2 separate regions of the Mus musculus genome follow, and region 1 is linked to region 2. The links are chromatin contacts, called in public promoter capture Hi-C maps. All regions are on one chromosome and are shown on one strand. The core of a region is the stretch at or near the end of the contact, and the rest is flanking DNA. Distances in the headings are between cores, read along the strand shown. Region 1 holds the start of Igdcc4 (immunoglobulin superfamily, DCC subclass, member 4). Region 2 holds the start of 1700055C04Rik (RIKEN cDNA 1700055C04 gene).

Evidence for each region. Promoter capture Hi-C pulls out the DNA fragments that hold promoters and counts their contacts.
Region 1: a promoter capture Hi-C map of pre-B cells shows a contact between it and region 2, with 4 times the contacts expected there. The contact joins the promoter of Igdcc4 here to the promoter of 1700055C04Rik in region 2. A contact is called at or near these places in 1 of 39 promoter capture datasets (pre-B cells) and 1 of 115 datasets of contacts at active chromatin or transcription factors (embryonic stem cells).

Annotation. Positions count from the first base shown.
Region 1 is chr9:65,099,583-65,106,903 of GRCm38.p6, reverse strand. Igdcc4 (immunoglobulin superfamily, DCC subclass, member 4) reads right to left here and starts at 5,418. Exons shown (of 20, transcript NM_020043.3): 1 at 5,306-5,418. The coding sequence starts at 5,369.
Region 2 is chr9:64,039,946-64,047,488 of GRCm38.p6, reverse strand. It overlaps 1700055C04Rik (RIKEN cDNA 1700055C04 gene), which reads left to right and starts at 6,024. Exons shown (of 3, transcript NR_040726.1): 1 at 6,024-6,182. RefSeq lists an enhancer at 540-2,705.

The sequences.
Region 1 (7,321 bases), core at 4,169-6,668, 1.1 Mb before region 2:
ATACAACATGGCTTGCTTCCATCTGGGCCCCCTAATATCCTTGCCCACCTACCTATCCCTAACAAGTCACTGAAAGTCTCTTGAGAGTGCCTTGTGGGCTCCCTTGCTACTTCTTAGAAAGGCTTTGAACCAGTCTGACTTAGATACTTGTCCCTCCTCTTCCTGCCTTGGGGAAACTGGATGCTGGATTGCTGCAGTGACCAGTCTAGACTGTTTTTTTGAGACAAAGTCCCATGTAACCCAGGCTGGTCCTGAACTCTATGTGCAGCTGAGAATGACCTTGAACTTCTGATTCTCTTGCTTCTAAGTCCCAAGTACTAGGATGACTGGCTAGGCCATAGGGCCACTTGCATGCTGGGCAAAGCACTCTACCAAGTGAGCTATAACCCTGGTCCTGTTTTTGGTCTGTCCTTAATAATCTCTTAGGATTTTATCCTAGTTGGCCTTTAGGCTTTGGCATCTAAAACACCATGTTGTGTAGAATAGATATCCAACACAAATTCCTCAAATGGCCGTGTAGACATGCAGACCCTCTCAAATAATATCATAGAATCCCTTATGCCTTTCCAAGCCTCCTCTTTGTTATCTGTAAAAATATAGTAAGTCTCTTCAGGGCTAAGAATGATCTGAATAATACAGGAAGAAATTTCATGGCATACTATGTAGCTTCTACTAGACACCGAATAAAATGCTGTAATAACACTGAAATTGGGAACTCAGGATAGTCTCAGTTGGTAGTATGCTTATTTAGAATATGTGAAACCCTGGGATGGTTCCCAGCACTGCATAAACTGTGTGGCGGGGAATCCTGTGAGCCCAACACTTAGAGGGTAGAGGCAGAAGAATCAAAGGTCAAGGTTATATAGTGAGTTCAAGGCTAGCCTGGGCTACATTGGACCTGTTTGGAACAGGCAAACAAAAAGCACATGGAAGCAGAAGAGTAAGGTCATTGTGAACCTTAGTCTGCACATCCTAAGGGTGGGGAGCCTGTGGGCTCTGCTCTACAGTTCACATGCTTACAGTTATCTTTCTTCAGAGCCCACCTGGGTCTCAGATAGCCTAGCGCTCTGTCCTTAAAACTACGTAACAAGGTTACCACAAAGTAATACGTTTCTTACCGTGTGTTGGAGAATACCGATTTGTACTCCAGGGGAAAGCTCATTGGCCCTTAGCCTCCTTGATCCCAATGTCCCCAGTGTCCCTCCATATCCACAGGCTGGAGCTCTTGCCAGGATACAGGAGGAGCTACAGCTGGCCTGGCCCAGAAGGGAGCATGCTGGGCTTCAGGGCTTCCTTTCTGGTTCCCCTTACTCAACCCTCACTTTCTTTCCCTGATCAAGCTGGGATCTTCTCCACAGATTCTCTCCCCCCCCACCCCCCCCCCCGGGCTCCTGGGCGCCCCAGACACGCCTGGCAGTGACATCTGTTCTGCATCTGGTTGCTGTACCTCAGAGCCTTTGGAGCAAGTAGGAGGTAGGTGAAAAAGGATTCCATAGCCTTGGGCCAACCAGAGAGAAGACTCCGACCTAAAGCTGCTAACTTCTCTTATGGAAGGCAGAAGTACAGAGACAAGGAACTTGGTATGTGTGCACCAAATTCCTGGGAAGAGTGGCTGGTCTGCCTTACAAAGAAGAGTCAGGCGACCGGTCTAGCTCCAGATCAGTTCCTATTTGCATAACTCTAGGCAGTTGCTCAGGTTTCTCATCTGTAAAATGGACTCATAGCAAATTTCGTTCTCTTTTTTTGAAGTGAGTTAGTTAGGTTATTATATAGTTTAGACTGGCACTGAACTCATAGCAATCCTCCTGCCTCAGTCTTTCAAGTACTGGGGTTACAGATAGGCATCATGAAGCCTAGCTTCCTATGTTTCTTTGAGTGCTGACATTATATGATGAGATTCTTTAGCTTGAAGAAGGTATCTTTAGGAAAAAAATTTATCTATAAATATAGGGTTAATGAGGTCACGAAAATACTCACAAGCTCACAGGTAAATTACAGCAGAGTCACTATTAAAACCGAGTGATGGTGGCACACTTTCAGCACTCAGGAGGCAGAAGCAGATGGGTCTTTGAGTTCCAGGACAGTCTGGTCTACAGAGTGAGTTCCAGGACAGCCAGGACTACACAGAGAAACCTTGTTTTCAACCCCTCCCCCCCCCCAAAAAGAGTCACTATTAAAAGAAGGGTCAAGAGTTGAAGAGATGGCTCTTTTAGAGGACCAGAGTTCAATTTTCGAAACCCACCCACATAGCCGTTTGCAGCTGCTTATAACTCCAGTTCCAGAGAAATCTGACACCTTCACCCTGATATACATGTAGGCAAAACACCAATCAATGTACATGCTCTCAATCTCTCTCTCTCTCTTTCTCTCTCTCTCTCTCTCTCTCTCTCTCTATATATATATATATATATACACATACATACATATATTAACATATAGCATTTTTTAAAAAGGTTCTAGTGTTGGCTCTGGTGGCAAATCTCTAAGATGGGCCCCTGAGTATCAAGGCTGAGAAAGGGATGGTAGAGAGGGGCTTCACGGGTGAGGAAGAGTTCCCTGTGTTCTCAGAGCTCCAAATTCTAAGGGAAAGGGGGAGCCCCACTTTTTCTTATAGTGAAAGAGCTCAGTTTCCTACCATTGACCTCAGATGGAGGTCTCACTCCTATGAGCTCACAGACCCAATCTTTGACCCAAGGGCAATGTCGGGGGACTAGCCAACCACTGCCATTGTACCTATCCCTGGTACTGCCCTTCATTCTGCTCATGTTGGCTTTGCTGGGAAGACTGTTACGTTTGACTTTCCTCACTCCTTAAAAACCCCACTACAGGGCCTGGAGGGATGCCTCAGTGGTCAAAAGCACTGGCTACGCGTCATGACCACCTGGGTCCAGTTTCCAGCACCCACATGGTGGCTCCCAACCATGTAACTGCAGTTCCAGTGGATCTGACACTATCAGCTGGCTTCCACAGGCACTGGGCACACATACATGGTGCATAGACGAACACATATAATAAAATAACAAACAAAAAGTCGTCAGTCTATGCTCACACCCTACTGATTCCACTTGCTCAGTATCTTTAGAATCCAGCCACCCAAGCTACTATTCCACTGGCTGCCACCACTCTCTCTTGGATGGCCACCTCTTCCCCAGGACAGGGGCGCTTCCCTCAGTGGGGCAGGAGGGTCTCAGGCCAGAAACTTCAGTGAGACTGGCACTGCACTTTGTGAGCTGGGACTTCCTCCTTCGCCTCCTCTCTGGATATGAGGCCCACCCCTCCCCCACCTGCCCAACTCCCACCGCCATATTCTAAACTCCAGCCAGATTTAGCTTGATGCAATGATGTGAATTAAATCGCCTCCCAGCGTTGGCACCCCCTGCTTGATCTGGAAGACTCCTCCCTCTGCAGGGCTGGCTTTTCCTCTCTCCATCGTTTTCTTCAGAACCTTTCCAGGTCTCCCCAGGAGGAGCCTCTCTTCTGCAGTACCTTGCTAGTCCTGGCTCCTTGTCCTGACCCTATGACGGACAGTCTGGGTCTAGGGCCTTATTCACCACGTTCTGGGCATCAGGCACATGTTAACCTATAAAGAGTGCTCAGCAAATACTGTGAAAAGAAGGGAAGACCTCCACTCTGTAGGGGTGTCTGCAGACTGCAGAGGTTTACACACTCAAAGGAGGTTAAACCAGGGTAAGAATAGTAGTTGCAGTAGCCAGTCAGGTAGCAGACAGGGAGAATCCCAATGCCCGCTCCTCAGTCAGTTCACTGGGAAGAAGAGTCCAGTCTCCCAACACTCTACCCGGTGTCCCGGCCTGAAGCCTCAGAAGTATTTAATAAAGCGCGGGTGCGGTTGCCAGCCAGGATCCCGCGTTCCTGGAGCTTTGGGAAGAACAGGAGGGAGGAGGAGGAGGAGGAAGAGGAGGAGGGGAAGTGCAACTATTCCTTAATCCTTTGGGCTCCGCAAAGACAGACAAGACACCTCTCTGACATTTCCCTGGCGCCGCGTTCACCTGACAACTCCGGGCCCTCCCGCTTCTGCGGCCCAGCCCCACGCACCGAGCTTCTATGGGCTCCCAGCCGGGTTCAGGGTCTCGGAGGGAAAGGGGCGTGTCTTGCGGGGAGAGCAAGGGTCCGAGCTGTTTCCAGCACTCTCCCACCCGCTGTTTTCCTGGAGATGGGCCTGGGGTTGGCCCAGCGGAGGCTCCTTTCCACCACCCCCCGCCTCCCTCCCTGTCTCCCTCCCACGTGGCCTGGCCCAGTCTCTCTGGAAAGCCGCAGCAGCTGGAGAAAAATCCCCCTCCCCACCCCCACTGCCAAGTCCCTCCCCGACTCGCCCCGGACACATCCTTAACTCCCCCCTCGGCAGGGAAGGCAAGAAGTAATCGAACAAAGCGGGCAGCCCATCCCCCTCCAGGCCCTACCACCTAACCTCCTTTGGGCTGTCCCCCAAACGCACACCCCACTGAGAGTGAGAGGGCCGGGGGTGGTAAAAACAGCTTTGGCATACACACTTGGACACTTCGTCTCCCCCCGCCCCCAGTCCTTTCTTTGGTGTGGACAGTTGTGATCCTTACCCTTGACCCTACCCAACACTAGGACCTGGGCACTGGAGGGGGCCTTGCTGATCTCGTCCACGCTTCCCTGGTCCGCCCTTGGGGGTGGGGCAGGAGTGACACGCGTCCCATCCAGAGAGCGAGTGTTGGACGCGTTCGGCAAAGCAACTGGTTTCCTGCCCTTCCCCCAGCCCCACTCCGAACCCTGGGTTTGGGTCCACAACACCTCCACATTCCCCCAACCTCCCTAGCTGGCCCCAGGGGCCACACCCATTGGGCAAAGTTGAGTGTGGTTTTTCTCACCGCCGCCCCCATCAAGAGCAAGGACACTCCCCAAAAGCCAAGGCCAAATATTAGCTCAGTCCCATCCAGTTACACACGCACCCGACACAAATGGAGGTGTAAGTGTACACTCCCTCCCCGCCCGCTCTCTCAGGCACACTCGCGACCGCGAGACGCTTGCGGGCAGGGCAGAATCATGTCCCGCTTGCAGCCACCCGCGCGCTGGCGATGCTACCCGGCGCCTTAGGCACGCGCTGTGGACACGTTCCCCCGCAGGACACCCCCACCCCCGCAGGACACACACATGCAAACCTCACATGCACAAGGGCCACGCGCAGGGGGACACGCACGGTGCCAGGCTGTGCACAGCAAGGACACACACCCCCTGGGGGCAAGTCCCCACAGCCCCCGGCGCGCAAGCATCGCGGGCGCCGGGGACGCCCACTCGCGACTGCGGCCACCCGGGCCCTTACCGCGCGCGGACAGCAGGCAGAAGGTCAGCACCAGGAGCCCGCGGCCCGTGTCCGCCCGCGCCATAGGGCCGGGCTCGGGCCGCTGCCGCCGCGTCCGGGCGCCTGGGCCGCCGCCGGGGGAGGGCGCGCCGGGCGTCAGTGGCTCCGGGAGGCGCGGCGCCGCGGGCGGGGGCGCGGCCTCCGGGGCCGGGGCCCGAGCGGGGGCCGGCGCGGGGGCCGGGGCCGCGGCCAGCTCGCCCGCCCCTCCATCGCCATCTTGGGCTAGCGGCCCACGCGGGGGCGCCCCGCCAGTGTGGCCACCCTGCACCACAGGGGACACGCGCCCGCGCGCCACCAGCCTGCTCCTGCGGCTCACTCAGCACGCGGGAGCCTCCCGCTCCTCGGGTCACCTCAGGCTCCTTTCTGTTCATCTTTTTACCTGAGCCTCTGGATCTCTGTTCCCTAACCCTACCATGACTCTACCTTCAGGGTCGCCTCCACCTCTGTTCCAGGCTCAGTTCACTGAGACCTGTCCTTTTCCAACTCACAGCCTGACCTGAATCCTGTTTAGCCTCTCCACAGGCTGCACCAACAGACTCTCTGAGGACACTACAATTCCTTGTCCCCGCTACCTCTTCCATGCCAAGCTGAGGGATTCTCTTGGCTTCCTTCCTTCCTCCTCAGTAGCCAACCCAGTCTGTACTGTGTTCCACCTCTGTGAGGGACAACGAAGACTTGCTTACCACCATTTTACATACCTGCATACTGGGAATATTTGGGTTTGTAGTGGGGACTCCCTAAGGACAGGAGGCTTAAAGCAGCAGGTGCAGGGCCTGCTAATGGTGTTGAGCCTCCACCGGTCCACTCTCTTTTTCAGAACTGCCTCTTTTCCAACTGAGCTGGCCAGGTTAGTTGCCTCAGTGTGTCTAAAGCTGGGGGAATCAAATGTCAGGTTGGGTTGGGGAGAGAAAAACATACTAAACGTCTATTTAAAATGATGCGTTTGTGATGGGAGAGATGGCTCAGCGGTTAGAGTGCTTATTGCATTTGCAGAGGACCTAGATTTGGTTCCGGTACCCACCCAGGCGACTCACATCAGTCTGTAACTCTAGCTCCAGGAGGTCTGATACCACTGGGCTCTGTGGCATCTGCACCTACAAGCAGACACACAATTAGATACAATTTAAAATAAATAAAAATTATATATATATATCCGGATTTTGAGGCTAGAGAGGTGGCCCAGTGGCTAGAGTGCTTCCTGCCCTAACAAAGGACCTGGGTTCTGCTCCCAGCACCCATATGACAGCCATAACCATCTGTAATTCCATTTCCAATGAATCTGATGCCCTCTTCTGGGCTTTGTAGGCACTTTCCTGCACATGGTGCACATAAACTCATGCAAGTACACACATACACATAAAAAAAAATTTTTTTTTAAAGGAAAAATGCTACATTCTTCCTTTTCTTGTATCCATTGGCATCCCCATGATTTAGAATCATTTCCATTCCGGCTCACATGCTGCCAGTAAGTTCTATCCCTTTTGGGGAGGAAGAAGTTCCTGTACCCTCAAACCCATTATGTAGTCAAAGATGTCCTTGAGCCTTTGATCCTCTGGCCTCTGCCTCTGGAGTGCTGGGATGACCAGTATGCACCCCCAGGCCCTGTTAATGATAGCGGGGCTCTGAAACCAGGGCTCCTCACAGGTTAATCACATACTCAGCCAGCTGAGCCGCAGTCCCACTATGTCTGTACTTAGCAGATCTAAGGGACCCTGGCAAGGTCCTGCCTCAGCCTCGTTTTATCCCAGGGCTATCATTAGCAATTCATTCGATTACTCCTTCCTTGAAACCAAGTGATCTCCCGGTCCTCAGCCCTGGTCCACAGGGCTCTCATCTTTATAGGAGTGATGCTGAGCAGATACCTCCAGCCTGAACCTTCTCCCCAAGCTTGCATTTCCAGTTCCTGCTCAGCAGTTTACATCCTGATCTTCCCATCCCTCCTGCCACCTCCAGACTGCTGTCTTGCTTCCTAGAACC
Region 2 (7,543 bases), core at 4,775-7,274:
CCTGAGACTACTCAGGGCTCTGGGAACATCTTGGAAATCAGTCCTGAATTATGATCTCAGACAAGGAAAAGGTGCCCCTGGAGAGGGGTGCCAACTCTCCAGGCTGTGGTTGTGCCTAGCTGAAGGCCCGAGAAGCTTCTGGGAAGGGGAGGTTGGGGTTTGGAAGCTGATCGTAAAGAGGGTCTAGATGCAGAAGCTGCATCTTAACACGCATCCTTCAATTTCATTCACCTGAGAGCTCTGAAGACGTCGTAGGTAGAGAAAGCGACTTACTGTCCAGCAAAGGAAATGATGATATTGTGACTAAACACAGAGAGGGGTGGATCCATCCTACGCCACCAATCTGAGAGCAGGCTGGGGCTGGAACTCAGAGCAGCTGGGTCAATCCAGGATTTCACTCATGGATATGTCCCATCAGCTAATCCCCAGGATCGATCCTCCCTCCCTCCCTCTTCCTCTCCCTCTCTTTCTCTCTTGTGTATGTATGGATGTCTGTTGGTCTCTCTGTGTATATGTGTGTGTGTACTGTGCATATTGATGCCACAGGCCAACATTAGATATCCTCTTCCTTCACTTCATTTTATTTTTAAAAGAATTTTTATTTTTACTTATGTGTCTCCATCTGTGTGTTTATACATGTGCGCAGGTGCCTGTGGAGGCCAAAAGAAGGCTCTCGCTCCCTTGGAGCTGGAGTTCCAGGAGGCTATGAGTGGTTTCACATGGGTCCTGAGAAGTGAAGTCAGCCAAGCGCTCTGAGCAGCTGAGCCATCTCTCCTTCCACATTAGCTTCTGATCACTCACTGAACCTGGAACTTGCTGTTTGGGCTACGCTGATCATCCAGCCAGTTCCAGGGTTCCTCCTGTCTCTGCCTTCCCAGTGCTTGGACTACAGGCACTTGCCATCACGTCTGGCCTTTCTGTGGCTCCTGGGGATCAAACTCATGCCTTTAGAGCAAGCACTTTACCCACGGAGCTGTCTCCCCAGTGTCACTCCCTGAGTAATAATCTACCTTGAGACTCCAGAGAAGATCCAGGACTTGACTTAGAGATGTACTTGGCCCTTCACTGCTTGCTGTGGGGCAGGTAGTGCCCAGCATAGAAAGACGGCTATGCTCCACTTTGAATCCCAGGTCTCGGAACTGATCTCAGGGCTCCTCTGCCCGGCTCTGTAATCTTGGCCAGTACATGTTCCTTCTCTTTCCTTCTCTCTAGTTTTCTTCTAGTATCCTTAGCAAGCTGCAAAATTGAGGCCACAGTGGACAAGACCTCTCACATAAAAGTTAGCTGTGAGCAAGTGACAGGGCTCAGTGAGTAAAGACACTTTACTGCCAGCCGGGCATGGTGGCGCATGTCTTTAGTCCCAGCACTTGGGAGGCAGAGGCAGGCGGATTTCTGAGTTCGAGGCCAGCCTGGTCTACAAAGTGAGTTCCAGGATAGCCAGGGCTATACAGAGAAACCCTGTCTCGAAAAACCAAACCAAACCAAACCAAAAATAAAAACAAAAAGACACTTACTGCTGATCCTAACAACTTGAGTTTGATTCCCCAGAACCACACGGTGGAAGGAGAGAACTGAGTGACACAAGTTGTCCTCTGACCCCAAACAAACGTCATGACACACATGTCCCTCCCAAATAAATAAAATGCAAACATTTTAACGTGGGCTCTGACCTAGAAAGACATGACACTGTGAGCCACACTGGGCTAATGACAAGGAAGTTGTCCTCTCGACCCTACTTGCAGTGGCTTTCTCTGAGCTCCCTCCAGGCCCTGCCGGAAGTTCTTTACTGCATTCAATTAATGGGGTGTGGACTGGAACATTCTGGAGGGAAGAGCATCCCCTGATTGTGGAGATGACGCTGGTGATAATGATGTCTTGCAAAACCATGAAGTTCAGATCCCTGTGTCTTTGAGAGCAAACAGGGCTTTATAGGCTATGACACCACTCTGACCTTGCTTGGCTTCTTCCGTGAATAGGCAGCCAGCTAACCACCCTGTACTAAGTGTTTAAGGGGCCCCAAGCCAGGGCAGACTCTAGATTCCCACTGCCGGGGAGCTGGGCGAAGCCTCTGAGCTTATCACCTCCAGGCTCCCCAGCAGGCAGACTGTCTCCGCTGCTGCTGAGAGAAGCTGATAAAGAGGACAGACCCTTGTGTTTACTGTGGCCCGGTCTGCAGAGGCAGGCCTCCCAGAGGCGGCCCTGTCTCCTCTGGGAACAGGCTGTCTGTTTGCCAAGATACCATCACATTCCTGCAGCCAGAGGCCACCCCAGAATGGGTGGGGGTGGGGTGGACAGAGGCGAAGGAAACGGGGACAGCTGCAGGCCTCTCTGTTCCCCTGGGACCAGTTCTGAGAGGTACGTTGGGGGGAATTCTCAGTTCTCAGCCTGTTAAGTGCATTGCAAAGCCTTGCAAAGGGAATTCACAGCCACTGTTGGCCTCATCACTCCGTAGTGTCCACCGGTGGTTGTGTCCAACCCATAGCCCAAGGGCTGCATGCTGTTGAGGCTACTTATGAATAGTGCCCAACACGAAGACATAAAGTTACTTAAAACATCACAAGTGTGGTTTTTTGGATTTTTTTTTTGGTAACTCTATTATGTGTTTCTTGACCACGAATTTTGTAGATGACAATTTCATGTCACAACATCCAAAGGCTGGACATGCCTGCACAGCTTCTAAGACATGTGCTCCCAACTGATTGGTGCCTATCTTCCAAACAGCTTTCCATTCAGGTAGTCAGGAGCCCTACAGGGTTTTGTAGGATGTTTGGCAAGATTGGGATGACATAGGGGCCAGAGGACGCTCCACTGGCCAGATCAGTTGACATTCATGGCCAGCCCTAAAAGGGTGTTTGCTGAGTGGCAAGTACTGACAAAAGCGGTGCAGGGGCAGGCGAGGGAGAAGGATTAGTGGGTAAAAGGCTTGCTGTCCACCGTGAGGACCAAGTTCAATCCCCAGCCGCCCATGCCAGTGTGCTTGTTCAAACCCAGTGTGGAGAATCAGACACAGGAGGATCCTGAGCTCCGCAGCCACCAAGTCTAACAGAAGCAGGAAGCTTCAGACAGCGAGAGACACATTGCCTCCAGAAACAACGTGGAGAGGGAGAGTGGGAGACACTGAGCTGAGAAGTCAGACAGATTCCCTGGGAGGCAGACAGACAGGGAGAGCATCTTGTGCTATGATAAAGTGTTGGACTTCCTACTTCCCGCATAACTGACTCTTCCTCGCCCTGCTGACCTGAGACAAAAGCCTAGTAGCTTAAAACAAAGACCTGGCATGGCGTTCCTTTCACCAGTCAGGCTCCCTTTGACCATGGACCAGTTAGCCAAGTTCAAGACTAACTCAGGACTTGTTTAATCCCAAAGTTGTGAGGCCATCAGCTTTCCTGTCTTTGTTCAAACTGACCAATCCTAAATTAGGAAGATCCCTCCAAACTACTTATATCTTCCAGCTGTCTGGGCTTCAGCTTCCCAAGGCCCTCTTCCACCCTCATGGGGCTCTTCGCTCAATGCATTGCTGTGTGTTTCCCACCCCTAATAAGAGCCTTTCTTCACCAGCTGATTCTGTTTGCTGTCTAGGATTTCCCCTGACAATATTTGTTATCCTGAAGATGTTTCTTGCCTTTTAACTTTTTAGCTGGCAGAAATAAAAATGAACCCGATCAAGACCCCCTAGACTGTAACATGACATCAATCTCCAGCCTCCACACAAACACACCCATACGTACATGCATACATCACATACCACACACAGACATAGGTTTATGAACTTGACAACCCTTTGGAAGCAGGTCACCATCTTATTACATAGTTGAGGATGTGGATCAAAGCCAGGGTAAATTCTCTGAGTGAAATAGCGCATACTCAGGAAGAAAGTGGGGGTGGGATTTAGAGCCTCAGTTACATTAAGCTGCCCTGCCAGCGCCAAAGGTGAATGGTTACAGCCCCATCGGGCTGAGCAAGGTCACAGCAGAGATGGGCAGCTTCAAGGAGAACTGGCTTTGGAGCTGGGCCCGTGTTCTATTGCTTGGGCCAACGCTAGGGTAATCCTGCAGTGGACACTGAACTCCTGAGCCTACTTTTCCTCCTAGGATATTGTACAGCGGTGTTATATACCCTTATCCTCCTAGCTAAATTGCCAAGGTCTTCAGGAGTTTGGCTTGGATTGCTCACAAAAGATCCCTACAGCTGGACTCTTGATGTTTCCTCATAGAAGGAAGAGGCAGGTCCCTGTCTGAGTGGCTAGCCATGCCTCCCCACCAGTTGTATACAATTCCATCCTAATTACCTGTGTAGCCCTAGGCTCTCTGGGCAGGGCTAGTGTTTATAGCCAGTGAACAACCAAGGAAGTGACTCCATCTGTCTCTACCTCCATAGGGAAGCCATCAGCCCTGCTGGGTGCTGCCCTTACAATGTGGCTGTTTTAAGGTCACCTTGGCTCCCGAATGTTCTCGGAAGTAAGCCTAACTACTTCCCCAAGGCAACACTGGTAGAATGGAATTTTGGTTTGTGACTGGGGTAGATGTTGCTGGTTGTACCTCCAGCTCCAGGGTAAAAAAAGTCTCAGCAACGCGCAGTTAGGGGGGGGGGGGTGTGTGTGCTCTGGGTGAGGATCTATCTGGTAAGGAGCAGGCGGGTTGTCTTTGCAGAGCCAGTGGAGAGGTGGCTCTAAGTGGAAACTTCAGGAAGGCACCTGTTAAGAGAGACCCATCACTCAGCGATGGAAAACAGAGGAGTGGTGGCTTCAAGGGAGGTGGAGTGAGCGGTTGAGACCCTGGCTTTTGAGTTGGGTGGATTTGAATTTAGATTTACTATCCAGCCCCTCCCCCACCCCCTTTTGAACGCTGCTGGCTGAAGACCCCAGGGTCGTCCGTGGACCGACTGCCACTGAACTACATCCAGCTTTCTTTGTGCTTATTTGGGGACTGAATCTCATGTATTAGCTGCTTTTCTTGTTGCTGAGACCAAATGTCTGACAAGAGCTACTTTGGGAAGGGTTCGCTTCGGCTCGGTCTGGAGGTGCTGAGGGTGCACTCCATCATGGCAGAGAAGACCTGGCCGCTGAGGCAGGTGGTCACGTGGTACCCACAGTCTGGAAGCAGAGAGAGGTGGAATGTGCTCAGCTACACTTCCTTCTACTGAGTTCAGGGACTCCTGCACATGGAATGGTTCAGCTCACGGTTAGTATGAGGCTTCCCACCTCAGTGAACCCACTCGAGAAACTCCCTCCCAGGTGTAACCAGAGGTTTGACTCCTACAGGATTCTAGAGCAGGGGTTCTCAACCTGTGGGGTTCACATATTAGATTATTACATTACAATTCATAGCAGTCGCAAAATGACAGTTATGAAGTAGCAGTGAAAATAACTTTATGCTTCGGGGTCACCACAGCGTGAGCAACTGTATGAAAGGGTCATACAGCATTAGGAAGGCTGAGGACCGCTGCTCTAGATTCTGTCACGCTGATAATCAATATTAACTAGTCTCACCAAACTTTCTAGGCAGGCTGACTTTGAACTTGCTATCCTCTTGCCTCAGACTCTTGAGTAACTGGGATGACAGGCATACACTGCCAGGACCAGCTCAATATCCAGCACGTGCTCTCTGTGAAGCCTTGGGGAGCGACTTAGCCTCTGAGTTTATAAAATGAGATCTCAATATGGGAAGCTCCCCCCAAGGCATGCACAGACAGGATGGTTGTTTAGAGAACTTTAGAGAGAAGTTGGGTGAGGGGTTCTGGCAAGGCATACAGTAAATGCCCTATAAATGTGCCCGTGGACATCATTCACAAGGACCTAGGGGTGAGGAGGAGATGGGAGTTTGGCTGAATGATGGCCCAAAGACTGAGTCCCTGAAACCTGGGGATATGTAAGGTAACACAGTCAGGGAGAATAAAGGTAGGGTGGATCTGGGTTGTTAATCAGCTGACTCTGTCACAGAGAGATTGTCCTGGATCATAGGGAGGCTTGAAGTCACAAGAGCCATCCTAGGTGCAACAGTCAGAACCCCGTCAGAAGGACAGTCAGAAGGCGTGTGACTGATATTCTACCGGCCACTGTGGAGGAGACACGAGCCAGGCAAGGCAGGCCACCGCTAGAAGTTGGACAGGGCAAGTGGGTGAATTCTTTCTCCCCTCAAGCTTCCTCAAAAGCCCAGAGTTGGGCTGCTGAGACAGTTCGGCAGGTGAGGGCACTTGCAGCCAAGCCTGACAAACACAGTTCAGTTCCCCACACCTACAAGGGGAAAGGAGACAACTGGCTCTGGCAAGTTGTCCTTTGACAACCCCCCCCCCCCCACACACACACACATGCATGTTATGTCATGGAAGGCTTACTCCAAATAAGTAGATACAATGTAGTGTTAAAGAATAGGTGGGCAGCTCTGGCTACACTTAGATTTGAGCCCAAGGATACCCGTGCATTTCAGACTCTCAGAACTGGGAGGAAATGGATTGGGATTGCAGTAAAGACACTGTCTTTTTAATTTGTCACCACAGTGAAAGAAAAGGAAGCAGGGGCATTAAGCTTTGAACACCAGCAGGCTGGCAACAGGCAGAGGCCAAGGCAGGCAGGGTAGCTGGGAAGGATCAAAGGAGCCTCCATATCCTGACACTCCAGGACAGAGTTATCAGGAACAGGGGAAAACTGTGTGTCTCTTTGCAGAAATAAAGAAATGGACAGATTTCTCCAGTAGGGTCTGTGCCCTTGGTAATGGCTGAGCCTCTTCCTGGCAAGAGCTGGTGTCTCCCTCACCATCTTTTCAGTCTAGAATTGGATTTTTGTGTAACCTGCTTTGGCCAAACATTTGTAGGTTTGGAGCCTGGCCTAGGGAGAGGTTGCACACTCCTGCCACAGCTGGTTTTTTACCACCTGCTCTAGCCCAGGACCAAGCCTGGACGGACAGACATCTTTCGACATGGCCTCAATAACTCTTCTTCCCACAGCTCCTAGCAATACTGTGCCCAGTTACTTACTGTCTTCCACTGAGCATGGGCTGTACATTTCTAACACACAGTGTGCTGCATTGGCTGCTGTTGGCTGATACTTTAGGTACCAAAAGGGCTACAGAGCTCTCTTCCAGTCCCTGTTCCTGTCTCTCTCTCTCTTTCTCCCCTCCTTCCCTTGCTGGCTTTTCCTGGAGGATCATTGATGAGTAGGGTCAGGGAAGGGCTGAGGATAGCTCAATCAGAAGGCCCAGGTGGGGAGCTGGCTACAGCTTTGGAGAAGACCCGAGAGCTGCATCCTGGTGAAGAAGTAGCCCAGGCTGGCACTAGTCCATGCTGTTATATCATTTTAGTGAGAAAAGAAAAGGGAGGAAGCCCAGCCAGAGAGAGTGGAGTCGGGAGGGGGTGCCACAGAGAACTGAGAACCTTGGGAGAAGATGCAGAGAACTCTCAACATCCAGCAGGGAGTCTATGGAAGTATACACACACACACACACACACACACACACACACACACACACACACACAGTTCTTTTCTACACAGTTTTCTCTGTGTAGCCCTGACTGTCCTGTAACTTGCTCTGTAGACCAGGCTGATCTC